2 separate regions of the Capra hircus genome follow, and region 2 is linked to region 1. Evidence: chromatin contacts called from public Hi-C data. All regions are on one chromosome and are shown on one strand. Each heading gives the region's core, a stretch centred on a gene start, on an enhancer-like site or on the middle of the called end of the contact. The rest is flanking DNA. Distances are from core to core; before and after follow the strand shown. Region 1 has its middle 16 kb from the start of ADIG. Region 2 holds the start of ACTR5 (actin-related protein 5).

Region 1 (5,584 bases), core at 1,272-3,771:
GATAGCAGGAGCAGAGAAGAGCATCTCTGCCCCTGTTTCTGAGGGCTAGCTCTGGTGACTGGGGCACACTTTGCCAGTGCCCATGCAAGCTGAGCCCTCACTCCCATGCACTCCCTACAGTGGGCTCCCACCCCATGATTGCTGTATGCCAACACCACTCGTGGACTTAGATCTGCATGGATTTTTGTTCACGACTTTGCCTGTGTGCTCATATAGAATTGCTTAAGGAATCCACAGCCACTGGCTCCGGAGCAGGTCGGCTTCAGGTAGCCTGGCCCAGAGACATCAGTTTCACTGGAGGAGCTGTCACACTAAACAAAAATTTCTGTCCCCTCCATGCCTGAAGCCAGCTCCAGGCAAAACTCCAAACCCCAGGATGGAATCCTAAGATATGCACAAACTGAACCTTGACCTCACAGCAAGGTTCTACCTTGTTTCACAGCAGACACAGGCCTGAGGGGGAGATTCATCCCAGGGTGGACTCTGGCCTTCTCCAGAAGGGCCCAGTGAGCCCTCAAGGCTCAGAGAAAGCTCCCAGGGACCTAGGTTCAGACCCGTTCCCCATCAAGACACTTCCTGATATTCCCTCTGACTTCACAGAGGAGGATGTTGATGGACTTTGTGAACCTGTTGCTATAAGAGAGGGAAGCAAGCAGCTAGTTCTTCTAGAGGCAGTAAGACCAACCTCCGAGCATGGAGCCCAGGCCTGGAAGGGGTGGCCTCAGCGATTTTTGGTCTCAGGTGGGAGATGAGATTAAAGGACCCTCCTGAGACAGCCAGAGCCCAGGAAGGAGCCCAGCACCCAGAGGCAGGGAAGAGGCAGCTGGATGGCTCTGGGGAGGGCCAGCCACAGGTCCCGCACCATGAGGCCCCTTCCTGCTGGACATCAGAATGAAAGCTAGGGGAGTGCTGGGATGACGACACGAGCTTGCAGTGAGGGGCAAATTCTGAGTCAAGATGATTATGAATATTGAATGAGTATTATGTTAATTATAATTAGTATAAAAGGATCATATAATTATCATATGATAATTATGGATATCCCAAGTTCAATTCCAAAATCTCCCCCCAATTTGTTGTGCAGCTCTGGGCAAGGCTCTTCCCCCTCTCTGAGCCTCAGTTTTCCCATCTGTACAAGAGGAACTGGGCTAGATACTTGCTAAGAACTGACAGTCCAAGAGTGCTTCATGCCAGTTCTATCAGGAGGCTCCTGAGAGTTCAAGCTGTTTCTTACATCCTGGGGTGACAGTTGCAGATTATCCCCATGGATCCTCTCTCAGCTCTGTGGCCTGCTGCCTCAGGACCTTTGCACTTGCAGTTTTTGGTGTCTGGAAGCTTTATCTCATTCTCCAGACTATGCCATACTATACTATACTTGTTTTACATTCCCATTGTTCCTTATATCTCTTATACAACCCAATACACTTTGTAACTTGATATTTACCCTGTGGCTATTTGACTCATGTCGTATCTCTTCCACAGGGCTATGAACTTGTAGGTCCGGAGCCCCTGTCCTTTTCATTGTGATTCTAGCATTCCACATGGTGCCTGGTCTAGAATAGGCATTCATTAAATACCTGTCAAGTGAATGAATGAATGATGGCTATCATCATTATGATTTGGAGCCAAGAAGTTCTCTAAGACGGTTGGAGAACCCAGTTCAGGTTCAGATCTCCCCAGAAAGGGAATGGCCCACAGTCTGCACAACTCCCCTCAATGGCCTTCAGCTCCAAGGTGCTGACCCCTCCCTGTACCTGCACCCCTTTCCCTACAGGGGAGAGGCTTCTGTAAGGGGTAAGGGGAAGCTGTCCGTGTCCTCTCTGCCTTCTTGACCCTGTGATCCAGGGCTGAAACACTCTGTGAACCTGCCCGAGGACGTGGGCCACTCTGGTGTGGGGGAACAGGGCCACTTCCAGGGGATCTTTGGTCGGCCAGGCCACCGGATCTTTGCCACTTGAGGAGTCTGCAGAGAGAGAAAGATTCCTACACATGAACACACACATGCATGCCTGGAGTTCAAATGTGTGTGTAAACACTCATGCACGTGCACTTTCACAAAGACTCACGCTCAAAATACAAGATGCACACATCCACATCCACACCAGTTGTGTGCATGGATCATATCAAGTCCACATACACAATGTTCCCCAAAGGGTGCACACACAAACACAGGCACAGAACCATGTGTGCACATGCGTTCACGCTCATACACAACCGGAGTGCGTGCAGGGCGCCTGCAGACCCACGCAGACAGGTTCACATAAACATGGGCACAAGGCCAACTTCTTGGTTCTGGACTCCTCCCTGGAACACTCAGGATTCTTAGAAGTACCTTCCCTTCTCCTGCCCGCTTCTCACCACAATCACTAAACACCCCACTTTCCCAACCCTTGGCAAAGTACACAAGAGCTGCCAAAAACGGGGCAGTCGCGATAGCCTCCGGAAGACCCCGGTGCACCGCACCGTTCCCGCCTTGCTCAGCCCGGTCACCTCCCTAGTTTCTGAGACCCCGCCTCCTCGCTCGCTGCAATGGGCTCGGGGCGCCCCTTTGTGGCCACAATCGGCAGCGCCGTTCCGGGCAGCTTGGTCCCCAGTCCTTGCAGATGCGGAGGATTCAAACGCAGGGCCACCAGGTGCCCTCCCGCTGCCCCTTGCCCCTTTCTTCTTTCACCTGGTGGGGGTGGGGGTGAGTAGGGAGCACTCACCCATTAGGGGCCGTCCGCCGCCCTGTTGTCTGCGTGCGTCTTTCACAGCCAGATCTTGAGTCGCCGGCGCAGAGCTGGGGCTGTCGGCCACTGCTGTCCTTCAGTTTTCACATCTGGGCCATCAAGAAAGGCGGCCTGGCCAGAAAGTCTCAGCAAGGACGTCAGGCCGCCAGGGTGACAGGCAGAGCTGGGGGGGGGGTCAGTGGGGCCTCTTTCCTGTCCCAGTCCCCCCAAACACAGCTTGGCAATATGTATTTGTTGAACTTAGGGCTGAAGCACTAGTTTGACGAGAGGAGGTGGGCCATTTAGCCCCCTAAAGGGCCATGGACAAAGGGCAGAGCACACGCCCACTCTCGGGCTTCCTGGACAGCCCGGGACAGGTGATCTGAACATCAAAAGATTATTGCAACTTAAAGAAAACCACGTAACTCAAGTTAGCTCTTTTCTATATATGGGAAATTCTTTTCAAGAGTCTGAGCTCACTGAAATCATTCCTTTGATACGCACCTCAGCTCTCTGGAGCCAGTAAACTGTGTTTTCACATCTTGCACTACTTCAAGGCTCAGCATAGGGAGTGGCTGCAGTCTGAAGGCAGCTAGATGGCAGGTGTTCCTTCCTTCCTGAGTTCCCCCAGGGATCACTGGCTCATCATCTGTGGTGGCTGCAATTGCTGGTGACTGTGACATCCTTGTTTATTGATACGGCAGGAAATATTCCATTGCTCCATGTACTGGTGCCTCAAGATGGGGCCTGGCCACCAGCCCTTTGGGCAGCATCCTCACCAGCCAGGAGCCCTTGCCTCAGGCACAGGTGCCTCTCCGGACCACCTGCCTCTCTGCAGCAGCTGCGCAGCTTGTTTGGAGTCAGTGGAGTCCAAATGCTGAAGATTCCTACCCAGCTCTGCCCACCTCCTGCCACCGCCCGACCCAACTGCAAGCCTGAACTTGCAGCCTTTCAGACTCTGCTGCTGCAGGGAAACAACGTCTGTTTCTGAACAGAACCTCTGTTCAGTCAGACCCAGTCCAGTCAGTAGCAATGGCCTAGGATGTAGGGGCTAAGATCCTGACTTAGGAAAGCAAGTTTGGAGGCTGAGGACGCAGGACTTTTGGCTGAAGAAGTGATTTCTCAGACTCAAGCGTAAGCCCCAGGATCAAATAAATGGGCTTAGAGCTCAGACCCATTACCCCCAGGAAGTTATTTCCTAGCTAAGGCTCATTGCCCCAGCAAGTGATTTTTCCAGGCTGAAGTAGAAGTCCACCCTAGGGCCCAAGTTTTCACCTCAGGGTCCCTTCCTACTGTCCTCAGGCCAGAGAGGCAAATGGATGGAAATGCTTAGAGGTGTGCGCATTCTCTCACTTCACAGAACAGCCCCTTAGTGAAGCCTGGAGGATTCCCAGGGCCCTGGAGAAGGAAGACCACTTAGGTGGAGGAGACAAAAGCCCCAGAACTGAGTCACACCCGTGTTCAGTTCAGTTCAGTTCAGTCGCTCAGTCGTGCCGGACTCTTTGTGACCCCATGGACTGCAGCTCACCAGGCCTCCCTGTCCATCACCAACTCCTGGAGTTTACTCAAACTCATGCCCATTGAGTCGGTGATGCCATCCAACCATCTCATCCTCTGTCGTCCCCTTCTCCTCCTGCACTCAATCTTTCCCAGCATCAGGGTCTTTTCCAATAAGTCAGCTCTTCGCATCAGGTGGCCAAGTTTTGGAGTTTCAGCTTCAGCATCAGTCCTTCCAATGAATATTCAGGACTGTGACCCTGTTTTGACAGCTAAGCAGTGAGGGAGGAGCAGTTGTTTCTTTGGGTGTACTTTCTGAGGAGGTCAGACAGGGTTCAGAAAAGAAGTAAAATAAAACCCTAACAGTTCCAATGGCATCGCTGTCCTAAAGTCATGTGATGCGGTGCGACAACAAATCCCTCATTCCACCAGAGAACAAGAGTGCTCAGCACATCCATAGCATTTGTTCCGAGCATCACTAACAGGTGATTTTGTGTTTGTTTTGTTTTCAGTGTTTTATTGATGTGCAGCATATGCACAAAAGTGCATGGATCCTCAGTGGACAGTATGAATAACAATCTCCGGTTATCATTTTGTTTCCTACGTTTATCGAATTATTACTATTACGTGCCCAGCACCAGACACGTGCAGACATCATTTAAATATTCAAGGGTGAGTGCTACTGTCCCGTTTACAGATGGGCAGACAGACCCAGGAGTAGATGGCCCACCTACACATATCCAGCTGGCAAGCTGCAGACCCAGGGTTCAAATCCAGGTTGCAAGCCCCAGACGTAGTGCTCTCAACTGCTATGCGCTATGGTTTGTGAAAGCCACAGTGAAGGAAGTGATCTGAGCCCATTCTTTCCCCTCTATAAACTCTGCTCTCCTTTCTGAATTCCTGGTCTCACCAGACGGTTGCTTCAAGTGCACTGAGGGCCATTCCTGAAAATGATTCGTTGCTGTTGCTTAGTTGCTAAATCGTGTCTAACCCATTTCCATCCCATGGACTGGAGCCCACCAGGCTCCTCTGTCCATGGGATTTCCCAGGCAAGAATACTGGTGGGGGTTGCCATTTCCTTGTCCAGGGGGTCTTCCCAACCTAGAGATCGAATCTGCATCTCCTGCATTGGCAGGTGGGTTCTTTACTACTGAGCCACCAGGGAAGCCCTTACATCCGACTAACCACTAGATAATTTTGTTTCATTTAAAAAAAATTTTTTTTTAACTGGAAGATATTTGGTTTAAAATGCTGTGCTGTTTTCTGCCATACAACAATATGAATCAGTTGTAACTATATATATATATATATACCCTCCTTCTTGAGCCTCCCACCCACCTCTCATCCTACCCCTCTATGTAATCACAGAGTGCCAGGCT
Region 2 (5,584 bases), core at 1,508-4,007, 75 kb before region 1:
TCAGACATCATCTGTCGTGAATACAGTGGGGTGCACACGGCTTCTGTCAAAACTATGGGATGATCAACACAGCCCTACTTTGAAAGAAAAGAGCAGATTGTTAGGTGCTAAGAGGATACACTTTTCAAAGCATAAAAACAAACAAAAGTCTTCATTGCAAGGACTGAATTGGCTTTTGGTCTCCAATCAAAACACCTGATCAGAAGCAATTGAGAAACACCCCTCTTCCCTGGAAGCTTCTTTGGAAAATATGAAAGTAGGGTCAGTCGTGTCCGACTCTTTGGGACACCACAGACTGTAGCCCAACAGGCTCCTCTGTCCATGGGATTTTCCAGGCAAGAATACTGGAGTGGGTTGCCATTTCCTTCTCCAGGGAATCTTCCCAGGGATCGAACCTGGGTCTCCTGCATTGCAGGCAGATTCTTTACCATCTGAGCCGCCAATGCTCATAGTAACTTAAGTCAGTTCAGTTCAGTCCAGTTACTCAGTCATGTCCAACTCTTTGCAACCCCCAAGGAACGCAGCATTCCAGGCTTCCCTGTCCATCAGCAACTCCAAGAGCTTGCTCAAACTCATGTCCATCGAGTCAGTAATTCTATCCAATCATCCCATCATCTGTTGTTCCCTTCTCCTCCTGCCTTCAATTTTTCCCAGCATCAGGGTCTTTTCCATGAGTTAGTTCTTCCCATCAGGTGGCCAAAGTATTGGAGTTTCAGCTTCAGCATCAATCCTTCCAAGGAATATTCAGGACTGATTTCCTTTAAGATTGACTAGTTGGATCTCCTTGCAGTCCAAGGGACTCTCAAGAGTCTTCTCCAACACCACAGTTCAAAAGCATCAATTCTTCAGTGCTCAGCTTTCTTTATAGCCCAACTCTCACATCCAAACATGACTAATTGAAAAACCATAGCTTTGACTAGATGGACCTTTGTCGGCAAAGTAATGTCTTTGCTTTTTCATATGCTGTTTAGGTTGGTCATAGCTTTTCTTCCAAGGAGCAAGCATCTTTTAATTTCATGGCGGCATTGTCAACTGAAGTCAAGCCCCATCCAAACTGTGAGCCAATCATCTGGCTCTATCTTCAAAACAGCTCCAGAATCCAACTGCTTCTTATCACATCTGCCATTCCTTCCTCATCTAAGTTACCATCATCCCTCACCTCGGAACCGAAACAGCCTCCTAACTGATTTCCCTATTTCTACCCTATGACTCAGGCCAGTTCATTTTCCATATAGCAGCTATAGTGATCCTTTTGAAACAAAAGTTACATCCCTCTTTTGTTCAACACCCTGCAATGGCTCACCATTCCACTTATAATAAAAGCCTACAAAGTGTGTGACCTCTCTGACTTCTACTTCTACTTACTGAAGTGAAATTGCTCATGTCCAACTCTTTGAAACCCCATAGACTGTAGCCCACCAGGCTCCTGCATGCATGGAACTTTCCAGGCAATAGTACTGGAGTGGGTTGCCATTTCCTTCTCCAGGGGATCTTCCTGACCTAGGGATCGAACCGGGTCTCCCTCATTGCAGGCAGATGCTTTACGGTCTGAGCCACCAGGGAAGACCTTATAAGTAAAACCTTCCACTTACTACCCTCCCCTCACTCTGACTATCCTCAATTAGGTTTAGGGCACACTCTTGCCTCAGGGCCTTTTCACTGGCCGTTCTGTCGCTCCGGATTACTATTCATTCAGATATTCACAAGGCTTGCTCCCTCAATCGTCTGCTTTAGTCCTTGCTCAAAACACCACCGTTACCCTGAGTCCTCTCCCTACCCATCTTACTGAAGAGCTGTAACCTTCTCCTCTCCGTCTATCATGCCGTAGAATCTACTGCTTAATTCTACTGTTTATTATCTCTCTTTTCATACTAGAACGTCTTTCCATACTAGCTCCATAAGCATAGGTTTCGTGTTACGTTCTCGGACGTATTTCAAACACTTAGAAAAGCCCCCATTGAGAGTAGGTGCTCAACACATATCTGTTAATAAATAAATGCACTAACAAACCTAAACAGATGCTCCAAAGGGCGTTATTTTGTTCACTGGCATATCCCAACCGCCTAGCACAGGACTTACTTACGTTAGGCGTTTAATATTTGACAGACTGACCGAATGACTAAATGACAGCTGGACCAACTATCATCCCTCGGACAGCGGAGTGACACCGGACACAACCACACCCCTCTCCTCAATCCTAACCCCACCTCGCCCGTCACCTGTGAGGAGACACCCAGATGCTGGAAGCTGTAGTCAAGCAGCAACTCCTGAAGCTCCAGGTTCACCGGCACGTTGCGGTCGAAGGGCGATCGCAGCATCCAACGCAGCGGCTCCAGGCTGCCCAGCGCGTTCCCCACCTGCGGGCCCGCCCCGCCCCGAGCCCCACCCCGCCCGCGGGCGCACACAGCGCGGAACTGCAGCCGGGGCTCGGGGCCCGGGTCCGGCCCGGGGCACGCCCAGCCTGCGCGGGCCTGGAACGACCCATTGTCCAGCACCAGTGGCACCGGCAGTGACCCGTGTGCCACCGGGCCGGCCTCCAGCACCGGATCTGGCGCAGCGCGGGCATCGCGGAACGGAAACACGTTCGTGGCCAGGCCTGCTGTAGTGGCCGCCGCCATCTTGGAGCGCTGCTGGCTCCGCCCCTCGGCGCGGCGCCACCACGGCGCGAGACTCCGCCCCCGACGCAGCGTGCGCCCGTGCAGAGCTAGACTCCGCCTTCGCAGAGCCGCGGCTACCTCCAAGCCTGCCGTGCTGTTGCCCGTTAATGCCAACCTGCTGCTGCTGCGAAGTCGCCTCAGTCGTGTCCGACTCTGTGCGACCCCATAGACGGCAGCCCACCAGGCTCCCTCGTCCCTGGGATTCTCCAGGCAAGAACACTGGAGTGGGTTGCCATTTCTTTATCCAATACATGAAAGTGAAAGTGAAGTCCCTCAGTCTTGTCTGACTCTTCGCAACCCACCAGGCTCCTCCGTCCATGGGATTTTCCGGGCAAGAGTAATCCCAACCTACTTCTCACCAAACTCGCCCTCGGTAGCCCAGGCCGCCTTCGGGGACCGCTAGGCCACGCCCACCCTGGTTGTGGTTTAACCTTGCTCCCAGCTTTCAACCTGTTACTACCCTTCGCGGCTGCCGGGACTCTGACCAGCAAACCCAGGCCCGAATGCGTAAAGCCATCGGTCCCCGCCCCTTCCTTGCCTCCAGATCTGAGCTGAGTTCCACCGGGCCCCGCCTTTCCGCCTAGCCACGCCCCATTTGCCTTCTGTCTCCTTCCTTCGCCATTGACTGCTCCCCACGTCCACGTGATAACTTTGCCTTTAGCCATGGAAACAAACTCAGGGTTAGCTGACTGCTCGATTTCTTGACCAAGGAGTTCGCTACTCAGGCGTGTTCACTGTGTGAAAATTCATCAGGTCGTTCACTTATGATTTGTGCACTTCTCTGCAGGTATGTTAAAGGAAACATGGTGGCTCAGACGGTAAAGAATCTGCCTGCAATGCAGGAGACCAAGGTTTGATCCCTGGGTCGGGAAGATCCCCTGGGGAAGGAACTGGCAACCCACTCCAGTATTCTTGCCTGGAGAATCCCACGGACAGAGCAGCCTGGCGGGCCACAGTCCATGACAGCCATACACAAATGAACGACTCTTTCTGTCTCTCTTCTTTTCTTTGCACATATGCCTTCTCCATATTTTATAATACAATATAAAGTTTCCCAGGTGGCTCTAGTGGTAAAGAACCCACCTGCCAGTGCAGAAGGGCTAAGAGGGTTTGGATCCCTGGTTTGGAAAGATCTAGGTGAAGGAGGACATGGCAACCCACTCCAATATTTTTGCCTGAAAAATCCCATGGACAGAGGAGCCTGGCAGGCTACAGTCCATTGGGTCACAGAGTCTGACACCACTGAAGTGATTTAGCACATAAAGTTTTAAAATACATTTATTAACTCCCACAAGTCTATGGGACTTTTACCTTCTCACAAACCTCAAACACTGCAAAAAGACTGCTAAATGTTAATATGTCTATATTCTCTTTTTCTCTTTTGTGGTATAATTCCCCTCCATGGTCCTCTAGCTGCTTGTGATCTTGTGACTCAGTTTTGGCCTTTTGGCCAATTGGGGGGAAGGGCAGAGAGAAATGGAGGTGATGTCATCTGCCCCCTCCTCAGTTTTAGCTGTAAAAGGACTGGGCTCACTCTCCCCTGCCCCATTTCTCCCTTTCCACCAGGCAAGATAACAAGAATTAGAGCACCTGCTTTGACTGTACCCTCCCAGCTCTGGAGTACTTAATTTTGAGAGATAAAAGCAAGTTAATTATAAAAGGTTCAGTTCAGTTGCTCAGTTGTGTCCGACTCTTTGTGGCCCCATGGGCTGCAGCACGCCAGGCTTCCCTGTCCATCACCAACTCCTGGAGCTTACTCAAACTCATGTCCATCGAGTCGGTGATGCTATCCAACCATCTCATCCTCTGTTGCCCCCTTCTCCTCCACCTTCAATCTTTCCCAGCATCAGGGTCTTTTCCAATGAGTCGATCCTTCGCATCAGGTGGCCAAATTATTGGAATTTCAGCTTCAGCATCAGTCCTTCCAATGAACACTCAGGACTGATCTGCTTTAGGATTGACTGGTTGGATCTCCTCGTGGTCCAAAAGGTGGTTCTGTAATAAACATCCTTATGGAGAGATGAGACCCCCCCCAAAAAAAAAAAAACGTTCTCAGGAACATCTAGGAACACTTCTAGGCCAAACAGGGAGCCAGTCTAGCAGCAAAATCAGATGAAAGGTGTTGTGTTCCAACATAAGTCATGATCTCACATCTAAAGGAATCCATCATTAAACAGAGAAAGCAGGGCAGAGCAGAACACAGAAGATACAAGTGAATGTAAATTCAAGGACTATACCTGTGTATACTAATGTGGGAAAATCTCCAAGATACATTTTTAAAAGAAATGAGTGTAATTTATAGGAACTCCCTTTAAGAAAGGTGGGAGGGGGTGGAGTGTAGAAAATATATAGTGTTTTGCTTGTATTTTCATGTGTGAATAGAAAGACAAGAAACTAAGAGTTTGCCTGTAAAGAAAAAGGACAAGGTGAGTGGGTCAGGTGTGGGAGATTTTTTTCACTGCATACTTTTCCACATAGTTTTGATTTTTTAATCTTGTGAAAGTATTACCGTTCCAGCAAAAAAAAAAAAAGAGCACTATGAATAAAGGAGGTAGGTTGATTATTGCTCCCAGTTCTCCATTCCTCTGTAATGCCATGTGACTCTGTTGGGCTTCTCTCACTGTAGTCATTGATATTGAACTTGGCCATGGGATTCACTTTTAGCCTACAGACTATTAGCCAAATGTGATCTGAGCAGAGGCTTTACCTGTGCCTGTGTGGCTTAGACTGCCCTCTCACCATGAGTCATGAGAAGAACATGCTCTGAATCTAAAGAGGATGAGAGAGACACATGGAGCAGATCCAACACAAACTGCAGCCTGGAACTAATTCAGCCAGCCTCCCTCCTCAAGTTGAGCTGTGCCCCTCTCCACTTCCTGACTGGTGTCCATGGAGCCCGGTTGACTCCCTTCTTCCCTCCAAAGCCC

What was found. Hi-C and Micro-C count contacts between places; a contact is called where the count stands out from the background.
Region 2: a contact with region 1 is called in a Hi-C map of liver, with 3 times the contacts expected there. The contact joins the promoter of ACTR5 here to the enhancer-like site in region 1. A contact is called at or near these places in 2 of 5 Hi-C or Micro-C datasets (blood and liver).

What each region holds. Positions count from the first base shown.
Region 1 is chr13:67,061,573-67,067,156 of ARS1.2, reverse strand. No RefSeq gene overlaps it. Among named protein-coding and RNA genes, the nearest start is that of ADIG, 16 kb to the right of the region's middle. Within about 2 kb of position 2,521, at least 1 of the 5 cell types and tissues checked has an H3K27ac peak or open chromatin away from gene starts, as enhancers often do.
Region 2 is chr13:67,136,719-67,142,302 of ARS1.2, reverse strand. ACTR5 (actin-related protein 5) reads right to left here and starts at 2,757. Exons shown (of 11, transcript XM_018057860.1): 1 at 2,220-2,757; 2 at 1-74. The coding sequence starts at 2,618.